Regions from separate parts of the Mus musculus genome. Here regions 1, 3 and 4 are each linked to region 2. A link is a contact called in public HiChIP or PLAC-seq and Micro-C data. All regions are on one chromosome and are shown on one strand. The core of a region is the stretch at or near the end of the contact, and the rest is flanking DNA. Distances in the headings are between cores, read along the strand shown.

The links. A called contact is a pair of places that touch in the nucleus more often than the background predicts. HiChIP or PLAC-seq counts read pairs in DNA pulled down with a chosen protein or histone mark.
Region 1: a contact with region 2 is called in an HNF4G HiChIP or PLAC-seq map of pancreatic cancer cells. The contact joins the enhancer-like site here to the promoter of 1700010G06Rik in region 2. A contact is called at or near these places in 1 of 39 promoter capture datasets (the 3T3-L1 cell line), 8 of 484 Hi-C or Micro-C datasets (3T3-L1-derived adipocytes, the C2C12 cell line, the HL-1 cell line and 3 more), 2 of 115 datasets of contacts at active chromatin or transcription factors (bone marrow-derived macrophages and pancreatic cancer cells) and 1 of 9 other capture datasets (adipose tissue).
Region 3: a contact with region 2 is called in a Micro-C map of embryonic stem cells, with 4 times the contacts expected there. The contact joins the promoter of Cyrib here to the promoter of 1700010G06Rik in region 2. A contact is called at or near these places in 4 of 39 promoter capture datasets (the C10 cell line, macrophages and pre-B cells), 4 of 484 Hi-C or Micro-C datasets (all in embryonic stem cells) and 3 of 9 other capture datasets (adipose tissue, liver and pancreatic islet).
Region 4: a FOXA1 HiChIP or PLAC-seq map of pancreatic cancer cells shows a contact between it and region 2. The contact joins the enhancer-like site here to the promoter of 1700010G06Rik in region 2. A contact is called at or near these places in 1 of 39 promoter capture datasets (the 3T3-L1 cell line), 3 of 484 Hi-C or Micro-C datasets (the HL-1 cell line, nephron progenitors and pancreatic cancer cells), 2 of 115 datasets of contacts at active chromatin or transcription factors (pancreatic cancer cells and vascular smooth muscle cells) and 1 of 9 other capture datasets (adipose tissue).

The regions. Positions count from the first base shown.
Region 1 is chr15:64,511,859-64,515,445 of GRCm38.p6, forward strand. No RefSeq gene overlaps it. Among named protein-coding and RNA genes, the nearest start is that of Gm46509, 10 kb to the left of the region's middle. Within about 2 kb of position 2,008, at least 8 of the 459 cell types and tissues checked have an H3K27ac peak or open chromatin away from gene starts, as enhancers often do. A contact at or near this core is called in pancreatic cancer cells, where this site is marked.
Region 2 is chr15:64,312,819-64,315,996 of GRCm38.p6, forward strand. It overlaps 1700010G06Rik (a long non-coding RNA gene), which reads left to right and starts at 1,300. Exons shown (of 2, transcript XR_003951590.1): 1 at 1,300-1,715; 2 at 2,140-3,178. All of the region lies in intron 2 of Asap1 (ArfGAP with SH3 domain, ankyrin repeat and PH domain1), which reads right to left.
Region 3 is chr15:64,058,658-64,062,127 of GRCm38.p6, forward strand. Cyrib (CYFIP related Rac1 interactor B) reads right to left here and starts at 1,791. Exons shown (of 13, transcript NM_001360036.1): 1 at 1,538-1,791.
Region 4 is chr15:64,476,029-64,479,290 of GRCm38.p6, forward strand. No RefSeq gene overlaps it. Among named protein-coding and RNA genes, the nearest start is that of Gm46509, 26 kb to the right of the region's middle. Within about 2 kb of position 1,328, at least 41 of the 459 cell types and tissues checked have an H3K27ac peak or open chromatin away from gene starts, as enhancers often do. A contact at or near this core is called in the HL-1 cell line and pancreatic cancer cells, where this site is marked.

The DNA of each region.
Region 1 (3,587 bases), core at 758-3,257, 200 kb after region 2:
TGGCAGCAGTGGCAGCTGAAGTTGGAATTAAATGGAACTATTAAAGAATTTGAACCTAGAGGTCTGGGGCGAGCAGAAGATACAAAATCCTTTGTAAACCAACCTCTGTGCTTGGACTTTGTAATAAGAGAGAGATGATCTGTCAGTGTTAATTTGGATCAATGAGACTAGAATCCCAACTCTTTCTGACTTTGGTTTTGGGGTGGTCTGTAACCCTGTTGGGGAGGTGTCTGGAATGTGTGGAGCAGTTCCTTTCAATGATGGGTGGTGGGTGCTAGACCACCCAGGGGTTTCTCTGAAAAGCAGTCAAGGAGAAATGAGCAGGAGCAAGCAGGGTCACTGCTGACAGACCCTGATTCTAGAATCTTCCTTGGAGGGTGCTCAGGTTTGAAAGGAGTGGGGGATGTAGCATGGGGTGGGGGGGATGTCCATACACTTCCTCCATGCCTTTGTTTTTCTTTGTTGTAATCCCTTGGGAACAACTGCTTACTAGAAAGAAAAATCGAGTAACACCTGATTAGAAAGGACTGCCTCCAAATGGTAAGGCACGGATTACACTTTTGAGTTAATTTTTCAGTTTGTACACAGTCTAACTTGGGACCAGCCATGACTGCATTTAATGGTGCCGTTTCCATCTTCTGACTTATTACCTCCCCCTCTCCTGTCTTCTCTTTCTGCTGTCATTTTTTCTCTCCTTTTTACTTGAGGAGGTTTTTTTTTCTCCACCTTTTATGGTTTTAAGGTGGAAGAGCTACAAAAAGAGGCAAACTATATATAACTGAAGGGAGAGAAGGAGAGAGGCAAGGAGGGATAAGACGGGAAATACACACTTATAGGAGCTCCCTCTCACCTTACTGTCTTGAGATATTTTATGCTGAAAATATGTTCCGTTTCCTATTGAGTTACCCAAGATCCCCCAGGAAACAAGGAGCGGAACTATATATCTGCAAGAAGCAGAAGGAGCACACTTCCTGCTTCAGATTATGGTCCTTCATTAGGTGATTGACCAAACTGCAATCATATTGTACTACTATGCAGCTACTTCTATAAAGAATGCCATTACACATCACAAACACTTCCCTGTACCATTAGCTCCATTTCCCCCTATGTTTATTGAAGTGCAGTTTCTTTTAAGCTGGCAATTGGTGGTATGTAGTCTCATGTGACCACAACCTATACCACATATGAAACACATGAAACACTTCTGTTACTCTGATGTATTTTCTGTTCAAATCACCCCCTGTCTCCATCTCGTTTTGAGGGGGGAGGGGCTTCTCCCACTGAATCTTGCATCTTTATCCACTTCATTTAAATGTGCGTGTGCAATGCACATTTTTTGGTGATCTTTAGTTTTCTTTTGCACTGCTATTGATAATCATCTTATTGATTTATATAGACTCTACTTTTTACCTAGAGTTCATTTTCAGGGTAAGGTCTCCACATATTAAATGACTAATTAAGTAATCTTGAGTCAGAGTCTGATGTATCCCAGTCTAGCCTCTAACTCTCTAAGTAGAGAATGACCTTGAACTGATCCTTAGAGGTGGGCAAAACACCCAGTTTATTTGGTGCTGAGGATAGAACCCAGAGCACTCTACTAACAGAGCTATATCCTCAGCCCTCTATATGTCTATATTTTTTCTTATATACTATGGCAAGCTTTAGTTTATGAGTTAAAAATAATAGAGCTTGCCATTTTGGACAGGAGGGATGATGGAGGACACAATGTAGGTAGGGGAGCCCCCCTCCCCATTTCAGGTTTCAGATCTGCCAGGACCCACTACTGGAGGGTTTATAACTTAGAATAGTTTACAAATTAGGATGCTAGTTACTGTGCTTAGTGGTTGTGTAATCTGTTGATTCTAAACTAAGATTGTGCAGTGTTTTTATTCACACAGTGGCTCAGCTGGGTTCCAGAGAAAAGTACACTGACAGGGCACCCTAGCCAGCCACAGGAATTTGGAAGTGTGAGGAGTGCATGGTAGTGGCCCACCCTGGGAACTTAGCAAGCTGGGTGGAGAGCTTTTGGAAGTCTGAGTCAGAGAGTCTGCCAGGCTGAGAACAGTTGGCCTGTCCACCAGTGCCCTGCCAGCAGGGGCATGGATTGCTTTCTAAATATTTCACTCAACAGGTGGCACTCAAGGTGAGGTGCTAGAATCCACTAGAAATTTAAGATTCTTAGCCTATGAGATAGAAATTTAGTCTGGGGACCAGTGCAGACAGTTAATGCTATTTATTATTTTGTTGTTGAGACATATCTGTTCCTAGCAGCTCCCCTTTTGTGGATTCTAAGAAGAAATTGACCATCTCTACCTCCAGGTAGGATACTACATTGTGAATGTGTAGCCACTGGGCAAAAATTACCTATTTTTATCTCCAGACAAAATACTGTCCAGAAAGAGGACCCACTATGCAGAAGAGTTGACTTATAATCTCTGCCAAGACAATGTAATTAGTTCTTCACTATTCTGTGTTACAAAGGTCTGTCAGATGACCCTGGGCCAGAAGGCTGAAGACTGATGCTCCAACTTCCTGACATACAGGAGCTGTATAGGTAGGCAGCTGTCTCTACAATAGTCTCAGTTCTGGAAGCTGTGCTGGGCTTCCTATATTTCCAGATAATATTGGTCATTCTCAGATTTCTGACTGAGTTGAAAGACTAGTTATAGTTTCATAGCCAACCCAGGCCTATTAGCATTGAAAGAATGTATTTAAGAGGATAGTTTTCAGATCATATACAAGCTAAACCAGGATATAATAGATATGGAAATATAAGCCTTTTTTTAAAAGTTATGCTAGCTAACAGAGTGTTCCATTTAATTGACCAAAATAATGGACTAGATGTTAGGTGTATCGTATACTTTATAAATTACAGAATGGTAATAGATATACTCAGTTTATATTTGAGAGAAAAGTTTTTTGGGGTTTTATTTTTGTTTGTTTGTTTTTTTAATACAGAAAGGTGAGATGTAGCAGAACCTTCCCCTAATGAACAAAGATTTTAGGGACCAATCACTGGGCAAGGAGTAGGCGGGACTTCTGGGTCAGAGAGAGGAAGAGGGGAGGCAGGAGAAAGATACTCCCTTTTGGATTGGAGAAATTATGGAGGACACAGTGTAGGTAGGGGAGGCTTCTGGTTCAAGTGGCAGATTCATCGGGATCTGCTACCAGAGGATTTATAACTCAGAATAGTTTACAAATTAGGATGCTAGTTGTTGCATCCAGCAATTGTGTTACCTGTTGATTCTTTAAAAAATACAGCATAGTGGCATGGTCTTTCATTCTCCTCTTTTATCCTAAACATTATGGTTCATTTCACCTTGTTAAAAAAATTAATGAGCTCTATCTATCTATCTATCTATCTATCTATCTATCTATCTATCTATCTATCTATCTATCCACACACACATATACATATGCTATATTTAGGAAGTAGAATTACTGGGCATAGCAACATAGCAATTGCTGAGTGAGTGTATGTTAAACTTTATTAGACATTGCCCAACATTACCCCCAAGTGGCTATCCCAATTTATAGTCCCTCAGAAATGCAAGCCACATTATCACTGAAACAGTTTAGTGCTTTTG
Region 2 (3,178 bases), core at 50-2,549:
TCCCGCGGAGCGGCGGGCGGCGCGCCCGCGCCAGTCACGGGGACAAACACGGAAGTGCTCTGCGCACGCGCCCCGCACGCCCCGCCCGCCCCTCTCTCTCCACTTACCCCCCCCCCCCGCCGCCCGGCCCTCGCGCGGCCCCCACCTCGCAGCCGCCGGCGCTGGTGCTCGTGCCCGTGGGGCTCCGGAACCGCGCCCCACGCACACACACACACACCCGGCCGCCCCCGGAGCGGTTACTTCAGCGAGCTGGTTACGCGAGCGTTTTTGCAAGAGAGGGACCAAAAAAAAAAAAAAAAAAAAAGTTGTTCGTGTTCTTTTTTAGTCCCGAGTGGGTGCAGGAAGCGAGGCCCGGAAAGCCGTCTCCCTTCTGCGCGGACCGAGGGATGGGGGCGCAGCCCTGCTGCCCTCTGAACGCCAATGCTGTGCCTTGTGCAGAGACAGGAAGGGTTGTTTTAAAATACTTTCATCTGTCCAGATGTATTTGGTTTTTTTTTTTTCTTCCCCTACCCCAGAGGACCGCCGAGCATCCGGAGATGCAAAAAGTATTTCTCAGGTGCAAATGCTCTTCACTGCTAAGCAGGAACTGACTTTCTTCTGAGAAAAGTACCAATTCAGCCCCAGCAAGATGTCTACTGTTGTTAGTCCAACATACCCATCTAATTTCTCACCACCGACTGGAAGATTTTGAGAATGGTATCAACAAAACCCACCTAGTCCTTGGGATTGGCCTCCAGGAGCCCTTGAAAGCGTATGACTGGCCTCCATTAAAGCCTGCTTTGGAAGGCAAGCCCTGTGGCCCACTCAGACCTGCCTGCATACCGTCCGATATAGCTAGCTAGAGGTTGTGTTCGCTGGCCTTTCTGGCCGCGTGTGGGTCGTGTGGCTCAGGGACCCACGGAGAGGGCTTGTCTTGAGTGAGGACCGGCAGGGAGGGAGGAGAAGACTGCATGTCAAGAGGAAAAGGTTCGCCTCACAAGCTGACAAATTCTGAGATGAGTGATGTCGGCAAGGGCCACATTCCTGCTGTCTTGGAATTTGCTTTGCAGCAGAGGACCAGACAAATAGGCAATACAGAGGAGGAGTAGGAGAAAATGACAGAGCCATACATAAACCATGGTCAGAGAAGGCTCAGTCAAAGTGTGCAGAATAGAATGGATACACCACTCGATACCCTGTTGGCTGGGAATCTTGGACCCCTAACTGCCTCCCATGAAAGTAGAAGACAGGGACCCTCATGGAGGAGGCTGAGTTCATGGATGAGGACTTGCTCTCTGCATAGGAAAAAATGGGTTAAAATGTGTGCTGTTTCTCTTCCTGGCTTGACCGAATTGGGTGTGCACTGTGCCTCCACTGCGGTTCCTACCAGTGCTCTCCAAGGCAGGGAAGTGTCTCCGCCTACTACAGGAAGAACTTGCTAAGGGAATGAGCATAAAGAAACACATCCCTGGCAAACTGACCTTTTAAAAAAAACTAGTGAATAAAGAGGTTAAACATAAACAAGAGTACTTTCTCTCCTCAGTACTTTAAAAGTTTGGTTTGGGAGACATGGAGGGTTTAGCTCTCAGGGAGAAAATAAGGCAGGAGGAGACTGGCAGCTGACCACCCCACAAGGGCAGGCTCACTGGTTGCCAGGGCTGCAAGATGTAGCATTTGGAGAATGAACATTCCAGAAGAGAATCCTAGCTCATTTCTCACAGCATCTGGAAAATTCTGTAAGTTGGAACAAATATGACCCTCACTAGCTTGGCCTAATTAAGCTCCCTGCGCCTCAGAAATCCCATGCTCCCCTATAAAGTACTGAGAGCAAATCAGCGAGAAAAATCAGTGAGCACTGGGGCTTCCCTCTGAAAGGATTTGTCTTCCTCAGGGCTGTGAGCCAGTCTGGTCCCACCCCCCACACCCCAGTTGTCATCTAGTACCTGCCCTGTCTACTGAGCTGGCAGCACTCCTCTGTGTGTGTGACATAAACAGTAAAAATGAACTGTTGTTCAGAGCCTAGACTTAGCTAATAAGTGTGTCTGTTCCCAGAGACCCTGAATTCCACAGCTTTCTCTCCTAATTCAGATACCTTGGGTTTGGGTGGCATGAGTTTATCAAATAAGAGGGTAAGGCGTGTCAAAAATGACCACCACACAGAGCCCTCCCAGCTCCAGCCGGTTTGCTCCCACACCTGGCTCTGCAGATGAACGAGTCAAGATTATTCCAAGCTCAGCAGTGGTAAACAGCCAGGGATTTCTTTCTGAATTCACCGGAGAGCCCAAACTGCCGCCACCAATTGCTGTTTCAGTTTCCTCCGAAGATTATGTTATGTATCTGCCCCTCCCCTGCCTCCTCCAGCCAAGAGGGGACTATATGAACAATGAGATATTGTGCTCTGGTAAGCATATACCTCCTTAGACTGGTCTGCAATTAGAATTTCAAAGCTTCGCACCTCAACCCACCATCTCTGGGGTTCATGGACCATAATCCTCTTTAAATTTGAAACCATGCCCTGGTGCAAAACCATCTGCACCTCCCTTTTTCTCAAATACCCCGAACGCCATTCCTGGATATCTAAAAGCAAATAGAGTCTGGCGTGGGCAAAGCTGAAAGGCTGGGTTTCTTTACAGGGAACTACCCAGAAATACACACTTATCCTCTCCAAAGCCAGAAAAAGACACGTGCACACAGACTCGAGCTTCTGTGAACCCGGCTTATATAAAGCAAGCGCCGTCTACGCTGTCGTCATTATAATCCCCCTCAAAGACTGTTTATTACCCTAGGCCTCTCTCATTCTGCTAAGCACTGTCCAGAGCAGCAAGCTACTCAGCCTGCAAGGATGCTTTGTGTCCTGGAAGTGAAGCACCAAGAACAGGACAAGCTTGTTCCTATGGACACCATTAGCACTGCTGACCACCGTCACCTGGGAATTGACTCCGAGTCATATTTCTACTCACAAGGCTCGCTCTCCCATCTACTTTGGAACCAAAGAAGCTTGCTTGCAAGAGGACTGACAGCGATCCAAACCTAGGGAGTGGGAGGTGAGCAGCCAAAGGTGCTCTCTAAGCCTGGAACCCCATTGCTGCTCTGAGCCACAACTTCAGCCAACCACCGCACTCATCCAATCTCTCCTGGAACCAGCAAAGGCAAAATGCTTCAAGTTCCTGGAACTCGAGTTTCTCCACTCTGTCCCTGG
Region 3 (3,470 bases), core at 541-3,040, 250 kb before region 2:
TGAAAAGAAAGAGGGGGGAAATGGCTGTTAGACAAAGCAACATTTCCTTAAAATTTCCCAAAGTGCACAAATACCTCCCTCCTCTCTCTCTCTCTCTCTCTCTCTCTCTCTCTCTCTCTCTCTCTCTCTCTCTGTGACACACACACACACACACACTCATAATCTACAGCATACTTATTACAAAGTGCCTCCAGGAAGAAAGCCTAGCCAGGTGACCTGTTCTGCAGGCTCCACCACAGGAGAAAAAGCCACCTCCCCCAGCCTCCTTCCCAGTTACATGGAGCCCAGGGCCTGGGAAATCATTCCAGCTGGCAACCCTGCCAGCCACCTCCACTGTCATCGCAAAAAAAAAAAAAAAAAAAAAAAAGCTTCCTTTTTCTCCACACTGAATACAACCCTCCAAGAATAGGGAGAGTCTCAATCAAAATCAGAGTGGAAGCTTCCTCAGAGGGAGTCCCTATTTCCTCCAGGGATCCGCGGATTTCTGGAGGCTGAAGTAACAAAACATGGCTCTGGTGATGATGGGGTGGAAGTTAAGGGCAAAGAAGGCAAAAATGAGGAAGCCTACGGGCTCACTTCTCAAAATTTACCAGCCACCAATTCATTTCACAACTATCTATAGGAAGCCTCCCTGTGCTCCCGCCCGGCACGTGTCTTAAGGGATGAAGGCATTAAAGGGGAGGTGACATTCCCACCCTGAACCTCAAGGCCAGGAAACCTAGTCCCATTTACTGCAGGCCAGAACTGAGAGCGGCCCATTTTACAGACACAAGGAGCCGAAAGACCCAGAGAATGCAGACAACTTGGCCAAGGTCACAAAGCTTGTGAGTGGTAGGACCAAGAATTAGACAGAGGTGCACAGCCACGTGACTCTCCCTGCTGCGCCACCTTCACACTCAAGCCCTCCCCCACCCCTCCATTTCTAGCGGCAGGGTGGGGATCTGAGACAACCCCCTAGGGCTCTGCTTGCAAAGGAAGTCCGGGTTCCTCTTTCCTCCCACCCCAGACACAAGACCCACATTCAGAGGACACACGGATTCCTTCCAGACCTACTGTGTGTGCACGACCCCCAGAAAGCCCTGTGGGCTCCAAATGCCTCCACCTCTGAACACTAAACTTCCATTTTTCAAAAAAAAAAAAAAAAAAAAAACTGATAATGATGATGATGATGCCGATGATGATGAAAACATAACGGGCAAAGAGGAAGTGCTGTTTAAACGCCGGCGGGGGTCGGAGCAGAAGGAAGTCAGGCTGGTGCGAGTCTATTCGCCCTTTTGGTTCCTCAATTCAGCCTCCTGGCCTGGAACCCCCACCCCCACCCCCAAAATGAAGTTAGCGGAGGGCAGCGCGGAGCCCGGGTCAGGCCCTGCAGCGCTCACCTGGCCTGCAAGAGGGGTGTGCCCGGGGACAACCACTCGGACCCCGCGCCCCAGCCTCCCAGTGCACAGCGCCCCAGGCGCTCGCTCGCTCCCTCCCTGCAGCCCGGTGAACCAGGGCGGCGACGCCGCAGCAGGCTCCCGGCCGGCCCTGCACGTACCTGGCGGCCCGACGGGCGGGCGGGCGAGCTGGCGGCGGGAGCCTGCGGTGCACACACGCCGCTTCCGGGTCGGCGGCTCGCGCGTCCCCGCCGCAGGTTCGCGAGCGGCCCCGCCGCGGCAGCAAGCGACAGCAGCAGCAGCAAACGGCAGCAGCAGCGGCCCGGCCCCGGCGCGGCCAGAAATCGCTATAAAAGGAAGAGGCGGCGAGGAGGAAGAGGAAGCGCTGTTTACCTTCGCAGCCCAGCCCGGCGCCGCACAAAAGGAGGACGCGACGCGCCGCCCCCCGCGCCCGGGCCCCGCCGCAGCACGGGCCCCGCGTCACCGCGCCCGGGACCGCCCCGCACCGCCCCCGCCCCAGCCCGCACAGTGACCTTGGGCGAGTCCCGGGCGCCTAGGCCCGACCCCCAGGGCGCCGGGTCCCCGCGGCCCCTCCCTCACCTGGGACGAGGGGTCGAGATGCGCTCGGCTCGGGCGCCACCTGCCTGGCTGCCCCTGGACCGCGGGAGCCGGGCAGAAAAACACCCATGGGGTCCAGTGGTGCAAGCCCGGGCACCAATAAAGCAGAGGCGATGCGAGGAGGGGGTCTGGGCTACCCACACGGTCACACGGTCGTCCCAGGACTTGTGATTTAGCGAAGGGGAAACTCCCCAAATACCATCTCCTTGTTGGGATTTTTGGTGTGGGGACCCCTGTCCTTCCCTTTGCCTAGGACATCATTAAGGGGCATTTTCCCCCTCTCCTTTACTCCTCTGCCCTCAAGTCCATGTCATCGTTATCTTGATTTTCAACCAGATTTTTCAGGAATATTTAATGTTCCGTGAAATATCTTTTCCCTGACCTCTAACGTGGTATCAAAAGGGTTACATCCACAACTTTTGCCCCTCCTTCTCATTCTTATCACCCCTCCACCTGTGCTAGGGGCTTGGGGGTACAATATTGGGGACTGATTTACCTTGGACTATTTCATCTTTAACAAAGGGGTGTGTCCAGATTTTCCTTAACCTGGGCCAATTCGGGGAACTTGGGGTTGCTGAGGCCTCCAGGACGGTTCTCAGGGAATTTTTTTGATTGCAAAAAAACTTTGTAGTGCTGGGTAGAGCCACTCTGATGATGAAAGCTTGCTTGCACTGGGACAAGCGAGAAAGGGTGTGTGGCCCACTTGGCATAGCAAACCCAAAGGGAAAGCAGAAGTGCTTTCTAGAAGTCTCTGGAGGTTTTTAGGCCAAGGGAAGAATTGCCTGGGAGGCTAAGGGCCTGAGTTCAAGTCCTCCCTGACCATTGCACTTCATGACCCTGGTCCAACATCAGAGCCTGCCAGGGCATCAGAACTCTTGGCTCTGGGGAGCAGATGCCATCTTAACAGTGTAAGAAGTGGTCTGAATATTGAATCAACGGTCAGCTATAAAGTTGAGGGGACAGCAGAAGAGGTTTTAAACCTGGGCACAGCAGAGAGCATGCAAAATGGGAGGGCCTCAGTCTGGAAGTTCAGAGTGAACCAGGTGCCAGAGGCTGTGCCCACCTCACTTAGCTCTCACCACAGTCCATGAAGCAGCCTGCCCAGAGTTACACATGAAGAGGCTGAAGCAGGGACAGATGGCATCAGCCTGAGGTCATGCCTATCACATACCAGAGGAGCCAGGCAAGCACCCAGGTTGTGTCACTTGAAGCCCAAGGACGTGCCCAGTCTGAGCCATGTGAAATGGAACAGACTGTAATGAGTCTATATACAGAACCTAGAAAGGCTATGACCATTGCTGCTGCTCCTATTGGAATAAGTGTTAAAAGACTCAAGGACCTAAGAAGCTGGGGGGACTTCAAACAGCTTAGGGCAATTGGAGTGCAGCCTGAGTGTGGGCAGGAGGCAGGGAAGAGCAGGGGAAGAGGAGGGCATGGTCAGGGGTCTACACTTAGCCTGTGTTCCACTGAGTTCAC
Region 4 (3,262 bases), core at 78-2,577, 160 kb after region 2:
ATCAAGAGTTTGGGGTTATCTATATAGACTTCATAATGAGTTTCAAGGACATTCCAGTTAATATTAGCCAAAACTAAATAAGCAAGTCATTAGTCCGGGCCACACTCAAGGTGAGGGAGTTTCCTAAATGTCTTAATGGTGGAGAGAGAATCACTCTAGAAACCTAACCTTTGAAACTATCTACACATGCAAACAAAAACAGTTACAGGCTTGGTTATTTATTGAGCAACTATTTTATTTATTTATTTATTATGCAATTTTCTCAATTACATTTCCAATGCTATCCCAAAAGTCCCCCATACCCCCCCACTTCCCTACCCACCCATTCTCATTTTTTTTTTTGGCCCTGGCGTTCCCCTGTACTGGGGCATATAAAGTTTGTGTGTCCAATGGGCCTCTCTTCCCAGTGATGGCTGACTAGGCCATCTTTTGATACATATGTAGCTAGAGTCAAGAGCTCCGGGTACTGGTTAGTTCATAATGTTGTTCCATCTATAGGGTTGCAGGTCCCTTTAGCTCCTTGGGTACTTTCTCTAGCTCCTCCATTGGGAGCCCTGTGATCCATCCAATAGCTGACTGTGAGCATCCACTTCTGTGTTTGCTAGGCCCCGGCATAGTCTCTCAAGAGACAGCTATATCTGGGTCCTTTCAGCAAAATCTTGCTAGTGTATGCAATGGTGTCAGCGTTTGGAAGCTGACTATGGGGTGGATCCCTAGATATGGCAGTCTCTAGATGGTCCATCCTTTTATCACAGCTCCAAACTTTGTCTCTGTATCTCCTTCCATGGGTGTTTTGTTCCCAATTCTAAGAAGGGGCACAGTGTCCAAGAATGAAGACCAAAGTGTGAGCAACTATTTTGTTCTAGACATTCTTGTAGGTGCTTGGAACACACTAAGAAGAAAAACTGACCAAGATGAATCTGGTCTCATGGTGCTCCCTGGGGGAATTATTATGAAGGCACGTGAGAATAGAGTCTGTTTGAGGAACTACTGGAAGTAGAGTAAGATGGGACTTGGATATGTAGTGGACATGAATTACAAAGACCCTTCCTCACTAGGTGGTGTGTTTGGATTAACAACACAAGCAAGGAGAAGTTCTGCAGGTGGTACAGCCATAGTGTATGATGGGCTCCAAGAGTATCAATAGGACAAGGGTGGGCCGTAACTCCCATGAGAGATGTTGGTGCCTACCTCCTGCTTAATGAATTAAATGTGGAACTGTACAGGTGAGTCATATTTAGAAATCGAAAGGAATGGCATACTGTCAGATGTTACAACGTGAATGAAACTTGGAGACATTATACTAAAACAAATATGTGAGTCACGAGAGACCACATTCTGTATGACTCCATTTGTATAAAATGCTCAGAATGGGCGAGTCACCCATGGAGACAGAAAGTAGATTAGTGGTTTCTTGCAGTTGGAAAGGATGGGTGTGGAAGATGACAGCTAGAAGATACTGGGTTTCCTTTTGAGGCAATGAAAAAAAATGTTCTTAAATTGATAGGCCTGACTGTACAATTCTGTGAAGATAATCATAATGATAACAAAGTACATTAAGTTGTACGTAGTCAAAAGGTTGCTCGCATTGCATGTGGGCTATGCTTCAACAAAGATGTTTCAGAAACAGAAAACAGTCTGGGAATGTAGCTTGGTTGGTTGGTAGAGTGCTTGCTTAGCGTGAAGACATCCTGAGTTTGGTTCTCAGCACAGTGTGACCCAGGTGTGATGGGACTGTGCTCTGATTTCAGCACTCAGGAGGTAGAGGCAGGAGGGTCAGAAGTTCAAGGCCGTCTTCAGCTGCATAGCAGTTTAAGGCCCCGTCACAATAAAAATGACAATGACATCATCAACAACAACAAACATATCAACAACAGACAAACCAAAATCATCCCAAACACTTCAAAACACAATATAGAACCTAAAGCAGTTCTGGTGACTCTGAGATCAGTTTTTGAAGATTAGCTTAGCCCTTCTTGCTGCTCATGGTTAGGTCCTTAAAACTTATCAAATCCTGTTCTAAGTACTGTTTTCTTCCATTTCCTTTTCTTCCCTTCTTTCCTATTTTTATGGGAATCTCTTTATCACATTTTTAAAATCCTCTTTCTTATTTCTGCTTTTTTTTTCTCTACCTCAACCCATCTGGGGCTCCTGGTTACTTGTTCTAAGCATCACCCACATGACTAAGCCAGTATGGCTATACCTACATCTATAACCCCAGAACTGTGGAGATAGAGAAGGTAGGATCCAGGGCTTGTAGACACTAGCCTAGCTGCATATTCGGGGGGAGACCCTAACTCATAGAAACAAGGCAAAGAATGATAGGGAAAGATACTTAACATCCTCCTCTGCCTACTGTGAGAATGTGCACACAAGTGTGCACACACAAAGAAATCTGCATCTTTTAATAATATTGAATTCCTAGTTAAACTATGCCATCCACAATTCAGAAAATGACACTGCCTGACTACAACTAGCCACCATCAGGTCCCATATCCAATGAGCATCTTTGGTGTTAGGTCTTATTCGATAGTACACTGAACAAAGCAAACAGGTTTCACGTCTTTGCCAAAGTTTTCAGCCTAATGGGGAGATGAACAAACATAGAAGAGTATAGAACAATCAGCAAGGCAAAGGAAGCACACACAAACACTGAACACAACCTCAGATGCAAATGACTAAAGTAAAGCCTAAGATTGGCTGGGAAAGGACAGACAGGTGTGATACCAGAACATGCTCAGCAAAGAGGAGAGTTCAGGTGCAGGTCCAGATGGGAGAGAAAGCATGTGTTGTCCCCTAAAGAAGGGGGACAAGCCAGTAAGAACCAAGGGAAGGGCAGAGACATGGTCAGAGATGGATTGTGAGCTGTCTCTCCTGACCACGGGTGCTGTTAAAGCATCAGGTCAGGAAAGCGTCACGGGTGCCATTTTCATCTCAGGCAGCTCCAAATCAGCAGGGATTGTCTTGGTCTACTCAAGGCAGCTGTAACGAAATCAAGCAGAGATTTCTTTTTTTTAAAAAAATAGATCTCAAAGCTGGACAGCCCAACGTTTGAGGAGCTCCTGTCTGTTGAGGACTGGCTGGCTGTGCCATCCTGTGGTGGAAAACAGTGGGTAAGAGGTGTGCAAGAGGCAAGAGCTTGACTTCAGCTTAATCAGCATAATCGATTCATCAGAGCAGAGTCCCCATGACCTGAAGACCTCACCTTTCCGCCCAATACTATTGCACTGGGACTTATTTCAACTTGAGCTTCGGAAGGGTT